2 separate regions of the Mus musculus genome follow, and region 2 is linked to region 1. The links are chromatin contacts, called in public HiChIP or PLAC-seq maps. All regions are on one chromosome and are shown on one strand. Each heading gives the region's core, a stretch centred on a gene start, on an enhancer-like site or on the middle of the called end of the contact. The rest is flanking DNA. Distances are from core to core; before and after follow the strand shown.

Region 1 (5,696 bases), core at 735-3,234:
TGAGTTATAGTCCTAAAACTTCAGATTTAATTGGCCTAAGGTGTGCTTTGGAATTTTGGGAACTGTTCTGATATCCTAGTGTCACTGGACAAGACAAGGCAATCAAAAGGAACAGCAAGGGAAAACTTCTCTCAGCACAACCACAACACTATCAGCACAGCGAGCCCTAGCTTAGCTTCCCAGCCATTGATCTGTAACTCCCGATCTAGTCACTTATGTTTGGGGCCTGGAATTCTGCCAGCCTCAGAGGCTGGTGGCAGTACCTGGCACCCAGTGTGCACAAAGTGGATTCACAAAAGAGGACGGAGAGGTCCACACACCTGGCGTTCTTCGTGCTTGCCGTGGACCTCAATCACGTCCCCCAGAACCTTGACTTTGAGTTCCTCCGGAGAGAAGTGCTTCACGTCCAGATTCACAGAGAATCTGTCCTTCTCCAAACGCATCTAGAATAACAAGGGGACAGGAGGAGGAGAGGAGATAGTAGAACGTTTATTAAGCTGGAGAAGGCTCATCGTTCAGCAGATTTACTTCCTGTCCAGGTAATTCATGCTCCACTTGACTGCTGGGGGAAAACACGCCCCCTCCCCTTTGAATAGCGACTCTGGTGCATGTGAGCTACCGTAGTGATATGCAAAGGACGCCTCTTGGTCATCAGTCCCAAACTTTTCTTAGAGGCACAGGGAAGAAGACAGGTCATTAGGGGACTAGTCACAAGGATGGATCTGGGCATGGCATCTGCTGCCTCGCTCCCCAATGCTGGCTTTGTCATTTGTCTATAAGACAAAGGCCCCCTTTTCCTTGTTCAGCTCCCTGCCAAGTTTCCAACCCACTCGATCTGGAATGTTCTGCTGGTCCTGTCCTTCCAAAGCCCTTGCTCACTCAGCTCCTGTTTCCTCACACTCGAATATTTTTAAACCAGAGTGTTATCTGTGACAGCTCTGTTAATCTTATCTCCCACCCAGTTAGGATAAGTCAGGGTTTCCCGAGAGTGGTCGGACAGTCACTCCTCTTAAGGCATGGACTGAAGTTAGTGCACTGTCTCAGCCCCAAGGAACCCAGAAAATCATAGACAAGGGATGAGAGAGAGAGAGAGAGAGAGAGAGAGCAGAAAAAGTCCAGGATGAGTGGGTTTCTATCTGATCTTTACAGTTTGAGATGATAAAATCCTCCCAGACCATGACTATTGAAGAGGTAAGTAAAGGAGCTGAAGCAAACCAGAAATAACAGAAATAAGCATCCTGCTCCATCATTAGGAGACAGACTATGACCCTCACCATGCACAGAAAAATGGACCAGGAAACCGAGCATCAAACAGAAACAGGTGCCCGAAGAAAGAAGAAAACAGTAGCTTCATTTCCCCTCTGTACCTTAGCACACACTCACAGATGCCTAAAATGGCTTGGGGGTGGGTGAAAGGGAAAAGGGACTGAGGGTCCAGGACGGACACTCACCCCTGCCCTGGCATAGGCAGACTCACCTCTGAGAGTCCGGTGTCAATCCAGCTGGGTGCCCGCAGGAAGGAGGGTGGCCGAAGGTAGAAGGGGCTCAGGGAAGTGGCTGTTGAGAAGAGGTCAGACTCCAACAGGTGCTCTCCGAAGAACTGGTCGAAGAGGCGGCTTGGGGAGTGGAAGGGGAAGAAGGGGCGCCGGATCCAGGGGTGGTGGATGGCGATGTCCATTGTGGCTAGATGAATGCAGAGTCGGTTGGCTGGTCAACTCCTTCAGCAGCAGCTCCAGCCGGCCCCTTATATATGCAGTCTTCTGAAGCTTCTGGAATGGTGAGGTCAGGGGTTTTATTATCCCAGCTCACCGCCAGTTCATGGAGACTTGTGATCAGGGATTTGGCAGGGTGACACATACCCGGTACTCACTGAGCTAAGAAAAGAGAAACACAGGCAGGGCTGAGCTGACCGGTGACTTGTCATGGTCTTGTTTCACTAGCTCTCTGTCCACACCCAGTGGCACCCACCCCATCCTTGTTCTCTGGAGCTAGGACGGAGCCTGGAATCCCAAGCAGCTGCTGGTGGGCCCCTCCTCCTCTCCAGTCTCGCATGCCAGGGGAATTGAGCCAGCAACTATCTTGGGCCTGGGCAGGGACTGGAATCTTCCTAGGCTTAGCCCCAGGGACATTAACTCTTTGTGGAGTCCTAGAGGAGAGCAGAACTAGGTGTCTGACTGGAACCCTGAGCTGATCTAGGTTCAGAAGACACTGACCTTACAAAGACAGAAAATGTTTCTTGCATTGTGGATGCTATGTGGCTCATAGAACATTAAGTCTTTTTTTTTTTTTTTAAGTAATGTGCACAGTGCCTGAGACTGAGAAGGACAAAGGGTGATGTGGAATGTACAACTGGTGAAGGCCCAACTAGGCCTCTCCTTGCCCTCCTGCAGAGCAGGAGCTCACTCCAGGACCAGGACCCTCAGCTGTCCTACCAGGCCCCTGCGACAGCTGAAGGGTGTGCAGAGGAGGGGACTTAGGGGGTCCAGGCTGATCACACCCTCATAGCTGCACTCTAGACTTAGGCTCCCAGCCCTCCCCCACCCCCAGAGGCTCTGCACTATTTTGGGTGGTGTAGACCCCGCCCCCACTCTGACTGAGCCCTGGCTCTCCCTGAAGCCGGTGGGGTCGCCTTGATCTTGTTGGGGCAGTACTTGGGATCAGGGCTACTAGTCGCAACAGCAGTCATGTCGGGCCGCACAGTGCCACACGCCCACCCAGCCACTGCCGAGTACGAATTTGCCAACCCCAGCCGTCTGGGCGAGCAGCGCTTCGGAGAAGGTAGGACTCAGATGCTGCCTCCCACCCCCACCTCCTGAAATTCTGGGCTCACTGCCCAGCTTTACTGGCCTCCACTCTACCTGGGGCTTAAGTGAACTCCTGAGGTGAACCATCTCCCATTCCAGATTCCCCCGTCAAGCAAGACTCTCTCTGGTCTTGCTACAGACCTCAGGATAAACTTTAGACCGGTAGGGTTTTGGGTAACTGGGCTTTGCAGGCTTCAGAGTACCTTCTGATTTCGCGTCTGTCCTCCCAATTCCAGCTCGCTTCCTCCATGGCTATCTCCTTTCCTTTCCCAGCCCCTCTTCAGCAGTTCCCACCTGCTCTTCTGGCCCATGTCTCCAGATATCGCCTTTCATCCCTGTGCCCACTGCATCCACCCTCATCCTGCCTCTTGCTTTCTCTTTCTCTTTCTCTCTCTGCACCCCCAACCCCCCAACCAGGCCTCCTGCCAGAAGAGATCCTGACCCCCACCCTCTATCACGGCTACTATGTTCGGCCTCGGGCCGCCAGAGCTGGCGAGGGCGCCAGGGCAGGGGCCTCAGAGCTCAGGCTCAGTGAAGGCAAGTTCCAGGCGTTTCTGGATGTGAGCCACTTTACCCCAGATGAGGTGACGGTGAGGACTGTGGATAACCTGCTGGAGGTGTCTGCCCGACACCCCCAGCGTCTGGATCGCCACGGCTTCGTGTCCCGAGAGTTCTGTCGCACCTATGTCCTGCCTGCAGATGTGGACCCCTGGCGGGTTCGAGCTGCTCTATCCCATGATGGCATCCTTAACTTGGAGGCGCCGCGGGGTGGCCGGCATTTGGACACGGAAGTCAATGAAGTCTACATCTCCCTGCTTCCTGCTCCTCCTGACCCCGAGGAAGAGGAAGAGATAGCCAGAGTTGAGCCCTGACTGCCAGCGATAGACCCAGCACCCAGTGAATCCCCTGTCTACCTCCCGTGGTGATTCCATAAATCCACCACACCCCAGAGGGAGCAGCATCCCTGGGAGATGGCATCGGTGCATGGTCCACAGTGTATGGTTTGGTCCCTTGATGTATCAAAGCCTTTGATTTAATTCTGGGTGGGGCTGAATAAACCAAAACCTGGGGGCCTTGTTTGTGCTGCTTCTGTTCTGTTGCCTGGAAGACCCAATGGCAAACCGGTGGGCAGAAAGAAGGTCCTAGGCAGCTATTTCCACTGTGAAATATGCCCATCGTCTCAGCATCCTGAGCTCACACTTGGATGCTGAGATCACACCCGGAAGCTGACACTGGCTCCGGATCAAATTCCTCGCCATAATTTTCTCACAATGCAACAAAAGAGAGAGTGATCCTGGGAGGGCTAGGGACAGGCCATCCAAACAGCCCAGAGGGCACTGTCTGAGCTGGCGATTAGAGACACAAAAACAAGGGTCTCCAGGCTGTCTGGCCCTTTTTGGGTAGGGGTTAGGAAAAAATTTTCTTTTTTTTTTTTTTTTGGCTGGAGAGAGTTGCCTGAAGCTCTGGAGTGAGTGTTTTGCTCCTCACATCAATGGGGTGTGTGTGGAAAGGTCTCTGAGAGAGGGGAGGCGTGCCCATACATGGGTACGGCAGACACATTAATCCACCATTATCACTGAACCTACGTACGACCTTCCTATTTGAGTACAGGGAAGACCCGTGCAAGGAAGCAATTGTGTCTGATTTTGTAGTAACCCACAGAGAGAGGAACCCTACAACACTATACCTAATCTAAGACTCTCAATGCAGTTTCTACTTCCATATTGTAGTGGGCATGGTCAGGAAAGGCTGAGGTGATTTCAGTGCTGGGACTATGGTGTGTTCAGAAAAGTCAGCCGGTACAGGTAGGCTGTAACCATTCTCTTTACAACCAAGAGAGTGTCATACATGTGTATGATTTGAGAGGTATCCAAAAGGTTTCCTTTTAGTCATTTGTAGATATCTATGAGTGAATATGAATGTGAATGAATTATACATTCCATGTTATGGTGGATAGTTGAAATTCTTTCATTAATGTGGTTGTTTCTTGGTTTTTGGGGTTAAATTTTTTTATTTGAAACCCAACAAAATCTATTAGTCCTCTTACTGGAAAAATACACACATGCAAATTTATCAACAAAGTTTTTGAGATCCATTCATACCCCTCTCGGGGATGTGTGGACCCCTGAGGTGAGAGCTTGTCTTTAAATAATTTGATTATTGGCTTTAAAATCGTTTTCCTTTCCAAACAAAAGCATGACCTGGAGTGGTAGAGTGCTTGCCTGCCAGGCAAAAGGCTTAGTGAGTGAGAGCCTAGCACGCCACAGAGAACCAGTGAAATGAAAGCACACCTCAGAGAAACAGCTCGGTTGTATTCTGCTCTTCATGTGGTAAGTAGTTCAGTAAAATATTTATCAAGCAATCAAGTGTGGGAGACAAGCATTGTCCGTGTACGTCATAAGGAGCAGGTGCTTTTGATTAGCTACCCTCGGTGATCCTAACATCTGGGTGAGCAGAAGTCTGAAGACTGTGTCTCTGACAGGGCAAAACACATATTTTAAAGCAGCGATCGGAAAACTACCACTTACAGACCAAGCTTGGCTGTGTGTGAGTGTGTGTGCTTGTGTGTGTGTGTGCACGCGCGCGAGTGTGGGTGTTACATTCTTAAAGATTATAAAAGAAAGAATACATGACATGCTTGTAAAATTTAAGATATTTACTCTTTAACCTTTTGGGGAAAGATTTCTGACTTGTATTACTAGCTATGAGATTAATAAAAACTTTTATCTTCATGCAGGAAGTTTTAAAAAAATGTTTAAGGGAAAGGAGCTATGTTAACCTCCTCAGTCCTACAAATGCGACACTACACAGCCACCTTTTATAAATACATATAAAAGTTTTAAGTAAAAATAAATGAATGAATGAACGTTAGGTGTGGTGGCCCAATCCCAG
Region 2 (6,163 bases), core at 1,733-4,232, 290 kb before region 1:
GCAGATGCTGGTGAGAATGTAGAGAAAGAGGAATACTCCTCTATTGCTGGTGGGATTGCAAGCTGGTACAACACCCTGGAAATCAGTTTGGTGGTTCCTCAAAAATTTGGACATAGTACTACCGGAAGATCCAGCAATACCACTCCTGGGCATATACCCAGAAGATGCTCCAACTTGTAATATGTACACATGCTCCACTATGTTCATAGCAGTCTTATTTATAATAGCCAGAAGCTGAAAAGAACCCAGATGTCCCTCAACAGAAGAATGAATACAGAATTTACACAATCGAGTACTACTCAGCTATTAAAAACAATGATCTTATGAAATTCTTAGGCAAATGGATGGATCTGGACAATATCATCCTGAGTGAGGTAACCCAATCACAACAGAACACACAGGATATACACTCACTGATAAGAGGATATTAGCCCAGAAACTTAGAATACCCAAGATACAATTTGCGAAACACATGAAACTCAAGAAGAAGGAAGCCCAAAGTGTGGATACTTCGTTCCTTCTTAGAATGGGGAACAAAATACCCAAGGAAGGAGTTATAGAGAGAAAGTTCGGAGCTGAGACTGAAGGAAGGACCATCCAGAGACTGCCCCACCCAGGGATCCACCCCATAAACAACCACCAAACCCAGACACTATTGCATATACCAACAACATTTTGCTGACAGGACCCTGATATAGCTGTCTCCTGTGAGGCTATGCCAGTGCCTGGCAAATACAGAAGTGGATGCTCACAGTCATCTATTGGATGGAACACAGGGTCCCCTATGAAGGAGCTAGAGAAATTACCCAAGGAGCTGAAGGAGTCTTTCAGCCCTATAGGAGGAACAACAATATGAACTAACTAGTATCCCCAGAGCCATCAATGGGAGGAGAGGCCCTTGGCCTTGCAAAGATTCTATGCCCCAGTATAGGTGAATGCCAGGACCAGGAAAGAGGAATGGGTGGGTTGGGGAACAGGGGGATGGGGAGGGTATAGGGGATTTTTGGAGAGGAAACTAGGAAAGGGGATAGCATTTGAAATATAACTGAAGAAAACATCTAAGAAAAAAAGAAAAAAAGAATTACTGAATGAAAAAATTAATTAAAAATAAATTTTTAAAAAGTCACTGAAGGTATTAACAAGAGGGTCACTAAGCACTCTTAACTCCATTCACTCGCATGCACTCTCATAAAAGGGGGGACTTGGAAACAGTTGTGCACACAGGAAGAGGATGATGGTAAGACCAAGGCAGATCCAAGTGATTTTTCTACATGCCAAGGAATATCAAAGATTGCCAGCACATCACCAGACACTGAGTGAGAATTATGACAAGTGTGTCTTTTACAACATCAGAAAGAACCAAACCTGCTGTTGCCTTGATCCTGGACTCTAAAGTTGTGAGAAAAAAAATAGATTTCTTTTGCTCAATCCATCCAGCTGTGGTACTTGTTTCTGGCAGCTTAAGCCACTAATACAGCACATATGAGCTCATTAAACATGAGCTAACATCAGATTAATTGTACAGAAGAACACAGTTTTTTTATTTAACTGTAATAAGCATTTTGCCCTACACCGCACAGCTCCTTGCCATGTCAACTTAACCTATGACAATGTATAAGAAAAGTAAACAGATTGTGCTGAAATAGGCTCTACTGCAAATCACTCCAAACTCTCCTTCCTGCAGAGAGAGGCCCAGCCTATTGGTTAGGCTGCCTTGCTGTGCTGTCAGCAGCTGTGGATTCAGAGCTGCCTGTGGAGTAAATGATAAAGACAGAACACAGGGAATGCTACCACCCAGGGGGATCTCACACCCACCATGATGCCACAAACTGCCTCCAGGATGGACACCACCCTTGGCTTAGAACAGAGAGAGAGACAGAGACAGAGACAGACAGACAGACAGACAGACAGACAGACAGAGAGACAGACAGAGAGAGACAGAGAGAGAGAAACAGAGAACACAAGACACAAAAACACATTTGTCTCTGGTTAGAATTTTAACTTAAATAGATCATTAGTGTGTTGTCCTAATTTAAGTTTTTATTTGAGTGAACTTATATCTCTGGGGAAAGTTGAACATAAAATGACAAAACTATTAAAGCTTTATTTGTGTTACTATCACAGTGATGATGGGTAACTTTTTTATTTTTGTTTTGTTTCTTGTTTGTTTTGTTTAAAGAAAAGGTCTCACTGGTTAGAGATAAAGATCTAGGAGCTGATGAGATATCCCAGTGGGTGAAGGTGCTTGCTGCACAAGCCTTACAGCCTAAGTTGCTGGATCCCTGGAAGCCACACAAAGATGGAAGGAGAGAACTAACTCCACAGTTGTTTTCCTTTTACCTCTGCATGTGTGTCATGGTATGTGAGCCTGTACACACACACACACACACACACACACAATTAATTACTTTTTAAAAGTTAAACTTTTTAAAGATGGCTATGGTAAAATGGCCCAATTTCTGACATTTCTTTTAAGACGTGTTTTAAAGCAATAACTATGATTTGAAGAGGAGTCAAGCAAGATTTGAAAGCTGGTGATAATTTTGTCAAATAACAGATACATGGTGGTTCACTGCATTAATCTTCTGGCTTTTATATACTTTAAAGTGTGTGTATGTCATAAAAGCAGAAAATGAACCAAGAGGGGTGAAGAGCTCTTATGGGGGAGTAGCGAGCAAGTAAGGGTAACAGACTATCTATGACATGACAGCTTACGGGGAGAGTATTTGTAGGGAAAGAAAGGAGCCAGCTAGAGAGGGCGTAGTGAGGAAAAAGAGCAGAGCATAAAGAAACACATGTATGAAAATGTGATGAAGCATTTACTGATTTTAAAAGGTTTCCATTAGAAAGTTTTAAAAACAAAAATGGGAAATCACCCACAGGTCTCTCTTGCTTAGGGAAGTTCTACAGTGGGTAAGGCAGAAAGTTCAGAAATTCCTATGAGTTTCTCCTCATTTTGTCGGGCATTCACCTAACATCTGGTCTCTTCCAGGAGATGAGTCATGAAGAATGAGGCGGTACCGAATCCCAGAGACGCCTCTGTGCTTAGTTACTTCTCAGCCATCGTTTCATTCTCACAATACTGCAAGGAAGAGATGACTTTTATCAAGGGTCAATGCCTTGCCAGTAGTGGGGTTTTGCTTTTGTTGCCTGTTCTACAAATCACCCCACGAATAGTTAAGCTGTGTGTCCTAATGTGGGCAGCTGGGATGCTGTTGTTCTTTTACATGTACACAACTTCTCGGAAGCACAAGTGGAGATCATTTGCTTTTCTTATGCAATGTCCCTACCATTTTTTTTTTTCATTGACATGCATGTCTTTTTTTTTTTTTTTTTTTTTTTTTTTGATTTTTCGAGACAGGGTTTCTCTGTATAACCCTGACTGTCCTGGAATGTAGACCAGGCTGGCCTTGAACTCAGAAATCGGATTGCCTCTGCCTCCCGAGTGCTGGGATTAAAGGCGTGCACCACCACGCCTGGCTGACATGCATGTCTTAAATACCTTTTGTGTTTCCAACCCTGTAAACACAAAGGTAAATATGGCCCGATCCTAAAGTGTTCACAATCCACCTGTAAATGAGCAAAGGTCACCGTGTATGACATGCTGCCTTCGAAGAGGCAAGTGTAGCACAGAGGAGGAGCCTGACACAGCCCTGAGTCTTCCAAAGTCCCACCTACCTGTGCAAGCTTCCCAGGCTTCAGCACAGATCAGCAAGTTACCTTGTTATCTCCTACAGCCCTTAAATGCTTCCTCATAGGGTCAGTGCCCCCTTCAAAGTCATAGATGAACTTGCCTTTGAGGTCACTGCTATTGCCAAGAGCCACCCTAGTCCACTCATATTATCCTGCAGTGCCCTCCATACAACTCCTAGAGCAGTGCTTTGCCCTTTACTAGTTACACATGTGCTCATGAGAACTGAAAAAGCAAATACAACAGGGTTAACTTTCCACTCTCCCAATTATCCTTTCCATTGTACATTTTCCTTAGTTTGCTACTAAAACCAGTCAATCTCTTAGCTGATGTAAGTTTTTGATATAGATAAAATCATCATCATACAAAACTACCCATGTAAAGATTGAGTCACTTTCTATAGGAGCATATATTTTTTGCAAAGTCCCATGTAGGCAGAAAGATCTGATGGAAAGAGTTACTTTATAGAAAGTTGTTCTGACCTAAAAACATCAAGCCAGCTTATGTTTTTAAAAGACTTGTTTTGTGTTTTTCAACAAAAGAGTGTCTTCTTTTTAGACAAGATTGCTTTTTCCTTCTCTCTTTTACATATAGAAAGCAGCTTTCTCAAAATGGCTTGCTTGGGGTCACTAACCCATTTAACTGCCAGTGCACTCTTAGCACCTCGGGACCTGCTCTTTTCTCTCTATCAGTTGAACTTTCCTCTGGATTATGCCCCAAATAAATTCATACTTTTCTGCTTTTTACTAAATCTAATAATGATCTCCCAAAAATAGCGAGTTTTTATCAGCTCTGCTCCTGGATAGGGAGAGTATCAGGTGTCAGCGAGGCTGTGGTAGAGAAACTGGGTGAAGAGAACATGAGATGAGCCAGCCCAGCCTGCTCTACATTACAGACCAATCTCTCTCGTAATAGGTACAGGGTGAGCATTTCTAAGGTTACAATGCATCTCCCACATGGACCAATGCCTGAGTATCTTCCCTCTGATCTAGAACCACATGAAAATTGTCATAATCAAAATGGAATCACTTCTGTCAAACTTTAGTAAAACTGAGTCAGGAGGCCTTGAAAAGAGAGCTCTGATCTATAACTGCTTATCATGAAAACTATAGCAAGGACTCTTACCAGTCTTACACAAATATTTCTAGAAAGACATTGGCCCAACAACTTTCTGTTCAACAGTGGACTGGTATCTTCTATGTTGTTGATCTTTGCAGTCAAGGATAATGGTTTCAAAACAATTTGCATAGCTCTTTCACTCTTCCTTTAAAAACTTTTATTTTCCTTTGTCTCTTCTGAAATGTTTACAGGCCTGCAACAGCACTTATGTCCAAAGTTGCAATTCCCTACTCATCCCTAATAATAATAATAATTGTTTCTTTTGAGATTCTCCCATTGTTTGTTTTTTAGACTGACACTGTCTACAGAATCCAGTTCAAACTCTTCAGCTCAGGATCCAGTGTCTTACATGACTTCTCAGTTCCTAGATCTGAATCACGACCACTTCCCCAATAAAATCCAGGGCTTGCTGCTCCCTACAGACCTGAGACACACTCATCTATTGCTGACTTTGCTCCTTCTCTCTCCTTGGCCATGAATGCTCTCTCCCTACATCTTTATGTGACAAGCCCTACCATCAGTCAAATTCAGTTAAGTGCTACACACTCCTTGAGAGTTCTCTCTTCTAATGCCCTTTAGCTATTTCTCTATAGCCACATTTCTCATGGTTCTCTGTCCTTTTTGCCTGTAGGCAGTGAATGGAATACCAGTAGAGAAAAAAGACCCAGAAATGATGAGGTTAATTGAGAATAAACTTGTACCTGGACAATGACTTGTAACTAGAGGAAAAAAAAAAAAACATGTTTCAAAGAGGGATGGAAAGATGGATTGGTTGTTAAGACTCTTCCAGAGGACCCCCTGTTCAATTCTCAGCACCCACATGGCAGCTCACAACTGGCTCTAACTCCAGTCCCAGATCTGATGTCTTCTTCAGGCCTCTGCTACAGCTCCACACACATGCTACACAGACACATGCAAGTGAAATATTCATACACATAAAACAAAAACTAAAAACTTTTTTTGAAAGTTATCAAGACATGATCTACTAGCCTAGTCTGTGTGTAGCTCTATAAATGCAGTAGAGGAAATGGTATTAATATATTTATTCAGTGAATTAACAAATATGTATTGAGCACCTGTTAATGACAGCCATTCTGTTAGGTATTAGGAATGTGAACCGTAGAAAACATAGTCTCCAATCTCAATGGCGATAGTCTGGTAAGGAGTCAGGAAGGAGTCAATAAAACATGCTGTGAGTCTGCCCTGAGGAATGGATGCAGGGTTTCTGCAGTCCACTTTACTGAGCTCAGAAAGTTGGGTGGAGCAGAGCTTCTTCAGCTTTTCTGCCTGCAAGTCCTTTTCTTACTTAGTCAACCATAGGTTTTTAGGCATATAAAATATATATAGTAATCA

The links. HiChIP or PLAC-seq counts read pairs in DNA pulled down with a chosen protein or histone mark.
Region 2: a contact with region 1 is called in an HNF4G HiChIP or PLAC-seq map of pancreatic cancer cells. The contact joins the enhancer-like site here to the promoter of Cryab in region 1. A contact is called at or near these places in 5 of 39 promoter capture datasets (the C10 cell line, hematopoietic stem and progenitor cells, liver and 1 more), 1 of 15 datasets of contacts at CTCF or cohesin (the NIH/3T3 cell line), 3 of 115 datasets of contacts at active chromatin or transcription factors (acute myeloid leukemia, bone marrow-derived macrophages and pancreatic cancer cells) and 3 of 9 other capture datasets (adipose tissue, liver and pancreatic islet).

Annotation. Positions count from the first base shown.
Region 1 is chr9:50,749,259-50,754,954 of GRCm38.p6, reverse strand. It overlaps Cryab (crystallin, alpha B), which reads right to left and starts at 1,984. Exons shown (of 3, transcript NM_009964.3): 1 at 1,478-1,984; 2 at 321-443. The coding sequence starts at 1,678. Hspb2 (heat shock protein 2) reads left to right here and starts at 2,601. Exons shown (of 2, transcript NM_024441.3): 1 at 2,601-2,778; 2 at 3,222-3,883. The coding sequence starts at 2,685. The coding sequence ends at 3,676.
Region 2 is chr9:51,039,175-51,045,337 of GRCm38.p6, reverse strand. No RefSeq gene overlaps it. Among named protein-coding and RNA genes, the nearest start is that of Gm32681, 4.2 kb to the left of the region's middle. Within about 2 kb of position 2,982, at least 19 of the 459 cell types and tissues checked have an H3K27ac peak or open chromatin away from gene starts, as enhancers often do. A contact at or near this core is called in the NIH/3T3 cell line and pancreatic cancer cells, where this site is marked.